2 separate regions of the Mus musculus genome follow, and region 2 is linked to region 1. The links are chromatin contacts, called in public HiChIP or PLAC-seq maps. All regions are on one chromosome and are shown on one strand. The core of a region is the stretch at or near the end of the contact, and the rest is flanking DNA. Distances in the headings are between cores, read along the strand shown. Region 1 has its middle 9.8 kb from the start of Gm34799. Region 2 has its middle 66 kb from the start of Gm34972.

The links. HiChIP or PLAC-seq counts read pairs in DNA pulled down with a chosen protein or histone mark.
Region 2: an H3K27ac HiChIP or PLAC-seq map of embryonic stem cells shows a contact between it and region 1, with 2.7 times the contacts expected there. The contact joins two enhancer-like sites. A contact is called at or near these places in 2 of 115 datasets of contacts at active chromatin or transcription factors (embryonic stem cells and pancreatic cancer cells).

Annotation. Positions count from the first base shown.
Region 1 is chr17:9,914,075-9,919,186 of GRCm38.p6, forward strand. It overlaps a transcript of Gm34799 not described here. Among named protein-coding and RNA genes, the nearest start is that of Gm34799, 9.8 kb to the left of the region's middle. Within about 2 kb of position 3,182, at least 5 of the 459 cell types and tissues checked have an H3K27ac peak or open chromatin away from gene starts, as enhancers often do. A contact at or near this core is called in embryonic stem cells, where this site is marked.
Region 2 is chr17:10,077,049-10,082,723 of GRCm38.p6, forward strand. No RefSeq gene overlaps it. Among named protein-coding and RNA genes, the nearest start is that of Gm34972, 66 kb to the right of the region's middle. Within about 2 kb of position 3,068, at least 50 of the 459 cell types and tissues checked have an H3K27ac peak or open chromatin away from gene starts, as enhancers often do. A contact at or near this core is called in embryonic stem cells, where this site is marked.

The DNA.
Region 1 (5,112 bases), core at 1,932-4,431:
CTGTCACCTAACTCAATTTAAATCAAGAAGCACAGAAAACTCGGGAGAGTGCAGCCTCAGTATGAACTTCAGTGCCCTCTGAGGACGTTGGGAGTCCCACAGGCCAGATCAGCTTGGATGAGCATCACTGTTGCCCTGAACATCAGCAACATTACCAGAGCCTGGTGGAGTATGATATTATGTTTCCAAGAATTACGCCGCTGGACCTCTTCTGACCAAAAGAGGAAAACTAAAGAAAACCACTTCCTGCTCCTTAAAAATCTGGCAGCAGGGAGAGGTCTTTTCCTGATGTCAATGGAACTGAATAAAATATTCTAGGAAATATCTCCATCCAGATGTCTGGAACAGACTCAGATTTGCTAAGCTTGCGTGTAGGTCGGATTTTCAGGGAAACCGAGAAGTTTACAGTGACGTCACCCTTCCAATGAGCCCCCAACCCTTCCCACTGAGCTCTGCACACGGTCCTGCTCCCTTTGGCTGTTGCTTGTGCCAGTGACGCATGCCTTTAATTTCAGCACTTGGAGGAAGAGGCAGGCGAATTTCTGAGTAGCCTGGTCTACGGGGTAAGTTCCAGGACAGCCAGGGCTACACAGAGAAACCCTGTCAAAAGTAAAGAAAAAGAAGAGAAAAAAGGAGAGAAAAGGAGAGGAGGGGGAGGGGAGAGGGGAAGGGAGAGGGGAAGGGAGAGGGGAAGGGAGAGGGGAAGGGAGAGGGGAAGGGAAGGGAAGGGAAGGGAAGGGAAGGGAAGGGAAGAGAAGAGAAGAGAAGAGAAGAGAAGAGAAGAGAAGAGAAGAGAAGAGAAGAGAAGAGAAGAGAAGAGAAGAGAAGAGAAGAGAAGAGAAGAGAAAGAAATATTTCCCTCTAAATGGATCATTGCTCTCAAAGCAGTGGTAACAAATATTACCATCTTGACTTACTAGCCACCATGGGGACTGTTCAGTATTATGTACATTTATTACATTATAAAATATTTTTACATAGTATACATACCATCACCCATCAGTGACAGATTTTAAGTTACCTTAGGCTGCTTGCTTATAAGATGCTGAAGTGTTATCCCTAGGCTTTCTGGATGCCCATCGATGCTCAGAAAATACCCCTCTGTGTGGCTAATGAAATTTAACCCTACTTGTCATCCTCTGTTTAAGCTGAGACTCACATAAAGGAGATTGGTGATGGTAAGTTGAAAGAACAGTGTTAGGAAAGGGATAATATTCTTGTCACCCATGTCCAATGGGTAATTTTTGGATGGAGGAATTCTAGGACAACAGAATATTTTCAATGAGTTAAGAGGACCCTGCCAGTAAGATGACCAGGCAGTTTGTGCTTGAAAATGGAAGACTTGTAGAGAACATCAGAGAACTGATTATTACTAATTTACTTCTTACAGAGATACATACTCATCCAGGGGTGGGGTCTCTCCGCACAGCAGAGGGGCTGTGTCGGAAGGGACTTGGAAAATCAATAGTCTGAAGACAACTCCATTTCCTGACATAAAAGGTAATACTTCTGAAATTTAAATTTTATTAATAACGAGAAATAAGTGACTCAATACTTCTCGATGAATTCCAAGGCTAAAGTGAACTATCCCCGTGTTAACCATGGATCAGCACATATTCCTAGCTCCCCATCCCCGTGAACTTACAACTGCACAGTGCACTCTAAGCTCACAGCACTGACTAGGTTCTTGAGTTCTAGAAAACCAAATTATGAATGACGGGCGGGCTCTCATCTAAGCGGCATACCACAGAGTTTGGAAAATTGTCTCTTCAGAGACACCAGAGTGAAATCTGAGCAGATCCTTGCTATTCACCAGAATCACACATAAAAAATCTCACTGCTAATAATAATAATAATAATAATAATAATAATAATAATAATAATCCTGTTAACATTTTAGAAAAAAGGCTACAGCAGGTATTGGCGACACAGTAAGGAACTAGATCCATAAACAAGGGATGTTTCCTGAAGTAAGGAAGGTTGGGGTGTCAATGGGCCTTCTGGCAGCCACAGCGGGGAAATGGCAGGTGCCGTGGCCCAAGAAAATGTCCTTGGTGAATTACTCAATTTTAGCGCATTCTTTGACCATGGTACTATTTCCCGTCTGTTTAAAGATGCTTATCCCAAGAAAAAGACTTTTCCTTTTTAGTCTAAAGGGAAAAGTAAGGGAAGACATGACAGCGTGGTGACCACCTCCAAAGATCAGCATAGCATTAGATAGGAAGGTGGCAGAGTACCCTGTGCCTCTAAAGAAATATCTAAAATCAAGTGAGTGGAAGCAACGAAGGAGCAGGCCACCATGAGGAGAGAGAAGTTTCCCACAGTGAGAGCCTAGAAGATTGAGTGGCTTTCGCCGTTCCTGACACTGTTTTGGGATGGGGCAGGAAGAGGGTAGATACATGAAGGACTAATTCTCAAGTGTTGAAGAGTGTAAACTTTCATTTAGACACAGGTCCATCCAAATGCCCTTTAACTTCTGGGTATCTCCACCTCTTTGCCAACAGACATGGTATTTTTGACTCCCTACTCTTGCGACTCAAATGGAGGTTATTTGGTAAATGCTGTTTCAGGATGTCATTAATACTGTCTTATCACTGAGACAGACGTTCATTATTTTTTTATGTTATGTGTGTTAATGTTTGCTTGCATGTATTTCTGTGTATTGCACACACACTTGGAGTCTGCAGAAACCAGAACAGGCTATCAGATGTGGAATTACAGATGGTTATAAGCACCCATGCGGATGACAAGAACTAAACGCAAGTCCTCCACCAGAGCAGCAGATGCTTTTAACCGAGAAGACATTTCTCTAGTCCCATGGGACAAACATTCTCTTTCTATTTTTGAAGATTAGAAGATGCTTAATTATCTATATGTGTGGGTGAGTACATACACGTGATACAGGTATCAGGTTTCCCTGAAGCTGGAGTTATAGGCGGTTGTGAGCTGCCTGGTATGGGTGCTGGGAGCCAAACTCCAGTCCTTAGCAAGATTATTGAATGTTCTAAAGTATGGAAGTATGTCTCCAGCACCAGGACAAAGACTCCTAATTAAGCAAACAGACTGTAGCCTCCCCCAGCCTTGAGTAGGCTGGCTTTGACCTTGCTGCCACTGAGAATGAGACCACCTGGGTGGAGCCTTCTGACTTAGCTGGCTCTATTGTTCTGTCACCTGCTGCTGCTTTTCTCCAAGACACTGCTACCTGCTGAGAGGTCCAGAGATATTCCGGAGACAGTACCCAGCAGATCACCTACAGGCTGGCAACAGGCACCAAGAATAGATTGGTGGGGGGATGGGCCTCCCCACTTTATAAGCACAGACTCTTAGTAAACTTGGGGGCCTTGAACAGAAACGTGTCTTGGCCTCCATTATTTCTCTCATCATTCTCTCCCATACAGCTCCTGCCTCCCACTCAGGAACCCAGACTAAGCTCCTACCACCTATAAAGGAAGCAAGGAGGTCAGGGTGCAGCATCTCAGCATCTCACTGAACCTCCTTTCTCATTCGTTCTTGTCCTGGGACTGCCAGGGAACATACCACAACCAGAGGGATGCTTAAATCACTATTGCACAAAGCTTCCAGTAAGGCCTTGGGATCACCAAGGACTTCGTGTGTCCTCATAAGATGCTCCTTGAGCCCTTCATCCTTATAAAGCCAAGGCTTAAATGAGATCTAAAGTCCTCTTAACAATCAGTTGGAAAAAGACAGATCATCAGACTGGAAACAAAACAAGAAACTTCTCAAAGGAGGCTCTTTAAACAGCCCACAAGTATACAAAATGTGCATGAGCATTTCACTTCTGAAGAAATACACTAAAAATATAAGCTATTACTGAATAACTGTCATAAGACATAAAATTAAAAACACTATACCAAAGTTTGGTAGCGGTGTGGAGCAACTTAACCCTTAAGTGGCTAGCACAGATACTTATTCCACTTTGAAACACTGTCAAAGCAGTACGCCATTAGCCCATCAACCAGATATGACACTTCATGCATGAATACAACCGCACTTCTATGCATCCAAAGATCTATACGGGAATCTTCAAGCAGCATTACTCAACAACAAATTAAAACTAGACTGCAACCCAAATATTTGTTAAGACAGAAATATGTACCTAAGACTACGGCATGTCACAGGTGAAATACTTGATAGCAGTGCAAAGGAAACACAGGAGTATTCAATGATATGAGTGAGTCTGCAAAACCATGAGAAAGACGACAGAGGAAACCCTAAGTCCTGTTTCTGTGAAGTTCACGAACACAGAAACAAATCCACACTTTCAGAATTAAGGACAGTTACCACCATAAGGCAGCAACAGCTGCCAAGAGCCATACAGGATAAAACTCTGTACTGCCAGGAGGGTTTGACTGACAGGATGGGCTGTGATAAAACAGACTCACTACAAGAGCTCACTGCTGTCCTCTTTGTAAATTGTGTACCATCCTGCGTGTTATGAATGAAGAAAGTTTTTAGACTGAGCATCCAAGTATGGTTGTGTACACCTACAATCCCAGCACCCAAGAGGATAAGATAGTAGAATTTCTTTTGTTTGGTTGGTTTTTGTTATGTTTTGGGGTTTTTTGGGTTGGTTGCTTGTTTGTTTATTTTTGTTTTGTTTTGTTTTGATTTGATTGGTTGGATGGTTGGATGGTTTTTGGGAGTTTCTTTTGGGCGGGAAGTATTATTTAGAATGCCAATATTCCTCAAACTATTCCACAAAATAGAAATAGAAGGAACATTGCCAAACTCATTCTATGAGGCCACAGTCACCTTGATACCTAAACCACACAAAGACTCAACAAAGAGAGATAATGTCAAACCAATTTCCCTTATGAACATTGATACAAAAATACTCAATACTCAAAAACCAAATCCAAGAACACATCAAAACATCATCCACCATGATCAAGAAGGCTTCATCCCAGGAATGCAGGGTGGTTCAGTATATAAAAATCTATCAACATAATCCACCATATAAACAAACTAAAACACACACACACACATACACACACACACACACACACACACACACAAAATCATCTCCCTAGATGCCAAAAAACCACATTTGACAAAATCCAACACCCCTGCGAGATAAAAGTCTTGGAGAGA
Region 2 (5,675 bases), core at 1,818-4,317, 160 kb after region 1:
ACCCAGGCTACTATACCCAGCAAAACTTTCAATTACCGTAGACCGGAGAAACCAAGATATTCCATGACAAAATCAATTTACACAACATCTTTCCATAAATACAGCCCTAAAAGGATAATGAAAAACACCAACACTAGGAGGGAAACTATACCCTAGAAAAAGCAAGAAAATAATCTTTCAACAAACCCAAAAGAAGATAGCCACACAAACATAATTCCACCTCTAACAACAAAAATAACAGGAAGTAACAATCACTTTTCCTTAATATCTCTTAACATCAGTGGACTCAATTCCCCCCAAAAAGACATAAACTAACAAACTGGAAATGTAAACAGAGCCCAGCATTTTGCTGCATACAGGAAACGCATCTCAGTGACAAAGGCAGATACTCCTTCAGAGTAAAAGGTTAGAAAACAATTGTCCAAGCAATGGTCCCAAGAAACAAGCTGGAGTAGCCATTCTAATATCAAATAAAATTAACTCTCAACCAAAAGTTATCAAAAATAAATAAATAAATAAATAAATAAGGAAGGACACCATACTGATCAAAAGAAAAATCTACCAAGATGAACTCTCAATTCTGAACATCTATGCTCCAAATACAAGGGCACCCACATTCATAAAAGAACTTTACTAATGCTCAAGGCACACATCACACCCCACACAATAATAGTGGGATACCTCGAGACCCCACTCTCATCAATGGACAGATCCTGGAAACAGAAACTAAAGAGACACAGTGCAGCTAACAGAAGTCATGAACCAAATGGATCTAACAGATATTTATAGAACGTTTCATCCTAAAACAAAAGAATATACCTTCTTCTCAGCACCTCACAGTACCTTCTCCAAAATTTACCCTATAATTGGTCACAAAACAGGCCTCAACAAATACAAGAAGACTGAAATAATCCCATGCACCCTATCAGATCACCACAGACTAAGGCTGGTCTTAAATACCAACAAAAACAACAGAAAGCACACATACACATGGAAGCTGAGCAATGCTCTACTCAATGATAACTTGGTCAAGGAAGAAATAAAGAAAGAAATTAAAGGTTTATTAGAATTTAATGAAAATGAAGACATATCATACCAAACTTTATGGGACACAATGAAAGCAGTGCTAGGAGAAAGACTCATAGCTCTAAGTGCCTCCCAAAAGAAACTGAAGAGAGCTTACACTAGCAACTTGACAGCACACCTGAAAGCTCTAGAACAAAAAGAAGCAAATATACCCCAGAGGAGTAGAGGGCAGGAAATAATTAAACCAAATAGAAACAAAAAGAACTATACAAAGAATCAACAAAACCAGGAGCGGTTCTTTGAGAAAATCAACAAGATAGATAAACCCTTAACCAGACTAACCAGAGGGCACAGAGACAGTATCCAAGTTAATAAAATCAGAAATGAAAAGTGAGACATAACAATGAAGTATATCTTTAACTATTCTGTTTATTGAATAACAACAGTTGAAAATATTAAAATCATGTTCTACAAAAAAAAAAAAAAATCCTCTCTTAAGTCTCGGGTCCAACACAATTTTTTCACCAGCAGCCATTCAGTCTCCATTTTCCACAAAGTATTGAAATGTAAATCTCTTTGTGTAACAGCAAAGGATATGTTTTCTAAACTCAAGTTCTGCCCCTCACCCTGGGGAGAACCGCATAGGTCAAAGGCAAAGAAGATAAACAGCCATTAACAATGAGAATGGAAGGCGGGGTCTTTAAGTGAAGTTCTGAATAGATGAAACCAGATGGTTTGTTAGTTTTTTGTTGTTGTTTATTTTCAAAGAAAAATGTCTCCAAATTTTATCAAATGACTAACTTCTTATCACATAGTTAATTTTCAAAGTGTACCTAAAGAGCTTTGTAATAGAAAATTAGACCATTTTGAAACAGGATAGCCTCTGCTCTAGAGCTGTGTGCTATATAACCAGGGCTGGCTGTGTCTACACCAGCTCATTTCGTGCCACTCTGTGTCTGTCTGCTTTGTATGCAAATTCTTCTGGGAAGATCAGAGTCCTGCCGGGAATCTCTCTGATTTGGCCAGATATCCTCCAGTGCTAGTGTTAACTCTCAAACCCTGGGACAAATGTGAGATTCCTATTTAACATATCAAAGCTGAGCTGGCCGCCAGGATCTCCCAGCATCCTTCAGTCCCTACCTTGCGCCCTCTTATGCACCCCACCCCCACCTGACCCTGTAACTTTTCCAGCTGCTACATCTGGTCCCTGTCCCCTGCCTCCACTCTTCACATGGATCAGAGTGATGTCCTCTCTGGACTCTCCCAGATATCTCTGTGCTCCCTGCTCCCTTTTATCTACATACCGAGTAGCTGTCATGTCCTTTCCTTCCCCCCCCCACCCCCCCGTTCAGCATAGACATTTGATATCTTGAAATATTTGGCACCAGATAGCCCACCTTTCTCAGAAACACTCTCCTTTACAAAGCCAGCACAGTTACCAAGCACAACCTATAGGCAGGCCCATTTACATTCCTCTCGGTCAGCTGTTAAAATAGGGTAGTTTCTTTTGTTAATGTTTGGATGGATATAGGTCTTCCAAATGTGTGGAGGGAGTAGCTGAGGCAGATGGATGAAAAAGTGAAACAAAAGGAGGACATGACCACCTCCTTAAGTGTGGAGGAAATTTTGCTGTAGATGGAAGTCAGAAAGCCTGAAGAGCAAAGAGCCTAGGCTGGATGTGGCCCGCAGACTAACCTACCCCGAAAGGAGCCGGGGAGGCAGAGAAGCGCTGACCATAAGAAGGTCCTGGTGCCAAGAGATGGACATGGCCTCAATGGCTGAGTTATATGGGGAAGGGCAGCGGAAGCCCTGTCCCTTGGAAGGAGAGGCTTGAGGGTGTGGTCTGGGTGAGAAGTGGTGGGAGGAGCCACAGGTACTGAGTGTTTTGGGAACAGCTGGCCTCCATCAGCTTTGATATGTTAATAGGCACCTCAGCCATTTGTGGGTGACCTAACAGCAAGGTCAGAGGCTGAGACTATCTAGTACAAGTGTCCTCCCTCAACCACATTACCTCATCTGTTTGCCCAAATGGAAGCAAGCCAAGGAAGGATTAAAATACAACTACTAGCAAGTCATCAGCTTGCTCAGCCTCCTGCTCTCCAGTCCACGGGCACTCAAGTGTTCCTGTCATAGTGAGCTGTGCTGACCCCGGAGTCTACAGGGAGAGGACACGAAGCCTGGAATGACCCCTGTGAGCTGCCTGCGCGTAGACCCTGCAACTTCTCATCAGGACTGAGCGTGCAGCATGAGCAGAAGTAGTCCAGAGCCAAAGCTCAAAACACTGCTGCCAGAGTGAAGATCCACCGGTTCACAACACCCTCCAGGAGAAGATGCCAACTATTTTCCTGCAATTACACTGTTGCCACCCACCCTCTGTGTCAGCTGAATAAACGAATGAGCCCAATGGGCCGGAACCACAAACCAGATGCAAGCTAGGGCCAGTCCCCAGTCCCCACCCCCACCCCGTCCCCCACCCCCAGAGGGAAAGGACGAAGAACTAGGTTGAACACAGCGCCATTTTGGTTGGGTCTGGGAAGAAAACCCCTCTAAGAAAAACGAAGAAGGAACAACGCAGTGCTGGACATTCCCTCACTCCCATTAATTAGTAGCCCTCATGGCAGGACCCATTAATTTAACTTTTGGATGTCTGGAGCCCAGCCAAGATCTGCTCCCTCCATATGCTTAGCAAAGTGCAGAGCGATAACTCTGAGTACTGCTGACAGGCGCCATGATGGCACAGAGCATAGTCTTAGTGGCATCAATTTCTCCAAATTATCACTTGATTTTGAGGACCCCCCCCCACCCGCTCTGTATGCACTGCATTTGTAGCAGGTCTTGGCCTTCCAGGAGGTTCCAGGGCTTGATGCCCACCCTCAGTAATTGTTTTCCTTGGTCTGCTTTGCTCTCAACTAGCCAGAGTGCTACCCATCATGTCTCTCAAGTTCAGGCTGTCAAAGGAAGAAGCCAAACATCTCAGTCATGGTGCTTCCTGGGCTCTGTTTATTCTAGCCAGTGAGCAGGTCTGAGGAGATTTAGTGATAGTCGGGAAGCTGTGGGTTCTTGTAGGGTACTCACCAGTGAGAGGATGTGGTTAGATGACCTTGTGAATCCCCACCCGGCTCCCACATACCCACCCCACACTCATGTGCCTCTTTACATACAGAGAAAGAAGCATATCCATGCATACATACACACGCATACACACAGGCACACATGTATATACATAAACATAAGTAGGCACACACATACACATGAAGACACATGCATGCTAACTCATATACTCATAAATTCTCATATATACACAAGCACACATGTATCTTCATAGTCATTCATTCACACATATGTCTAAGCACACAATCACTCACACGTGTGCACCTCTGGACACATATATACACACATACATGCATGTAAATACATATGTATACACATATACAGGAACTCATGTATATACATAAACATGTATGCATATTAGCATACATAGAAGAATTTAAGTATACACATATATACAGGCTCGTGTGTACAGATACATGCATATATGTATGCACACAGGCAGGCACATACACAGATATGCACACATACTTTAGTTCTGCATTCCAAATTCTCACAGCGTTCCAATTCAGATTGATCCTAGCCTGTCCCTTGGCTGGCCTTGTTCAGCTCAACGGCAGAAGCACCCAGGCCCAAGCAAGCCCTGTGTTTACTGCCCATCAATTAATCAGGCTTGACTCGAACTCTTTCCAGCACGGCAGCTCCTTCCTCATAAAGTTTAAAATGTGTTGAATAAATGAATTGATCTAGTTACACACAGCCTGGCAAGTCACTGAACCACGCTGTGCTTCAGTTTCTCCATCTGCAAATGAGAAGAGCCCCAGCTGTCTCACGGGACCGAGGCGGGGATCATGGGAACGTGGCCGGCCAGTATTCACAAATATTTGTCCCTGCAGTTAAACTCATGGGTGGCTATTGACGCCTCACTATTGATAAGGTCTTTATTGACAGTGGTCCTGCCAGATGCTACAAGATGCAGAAGCCACAAAGGCAGAGGGGTCAGACATTGCCACCTAAGAAGCTCTTTGTCATGGCAACGGTGTGTATCGCTGCGTGTGACAGACCGATCCCAGAGCCCCTACTTCAGCAGAGGGGCTCACCTGATCCATGTGCACTTCTGAGAGCTCCCATGCTTTGCTTTATTGTGAATTTATGTGGCATGGGGCACAAGATTCCATGCATCAGAATAGGGAAAGAAGAGTGCCTATGTATGCCTCCTCCATAAATTCTGCACGATCGCTGTTCTCCTGGAGCTCAGTTCCAACAGCACACCTGCCCCCAACCCCGGGATGCCACTGCCTCTGCTCTCCCATACCTGCTGCCAAGATTCACCACATGTGACTCCACCCCCTTTCAGAAGTAGCAACTGTAAGAGGATGTGGAAATAAGACCAGGGAAAACCGCATAAGCACAAGGATAGAACTTACCCTGTCCCCAGAAAATGGTTGACATGTGGACATGACTAAATTTGAATCTTACAAAACTTAACAAGGCTCCTGAAGAAAACAGTCACAAAATGATAAGTAGGAAGTCAGGCATGAATGTGAGTCTCACTTACAATGAATGAGTAACAGCACACCACTAGAGACTTAGAGCCCCTC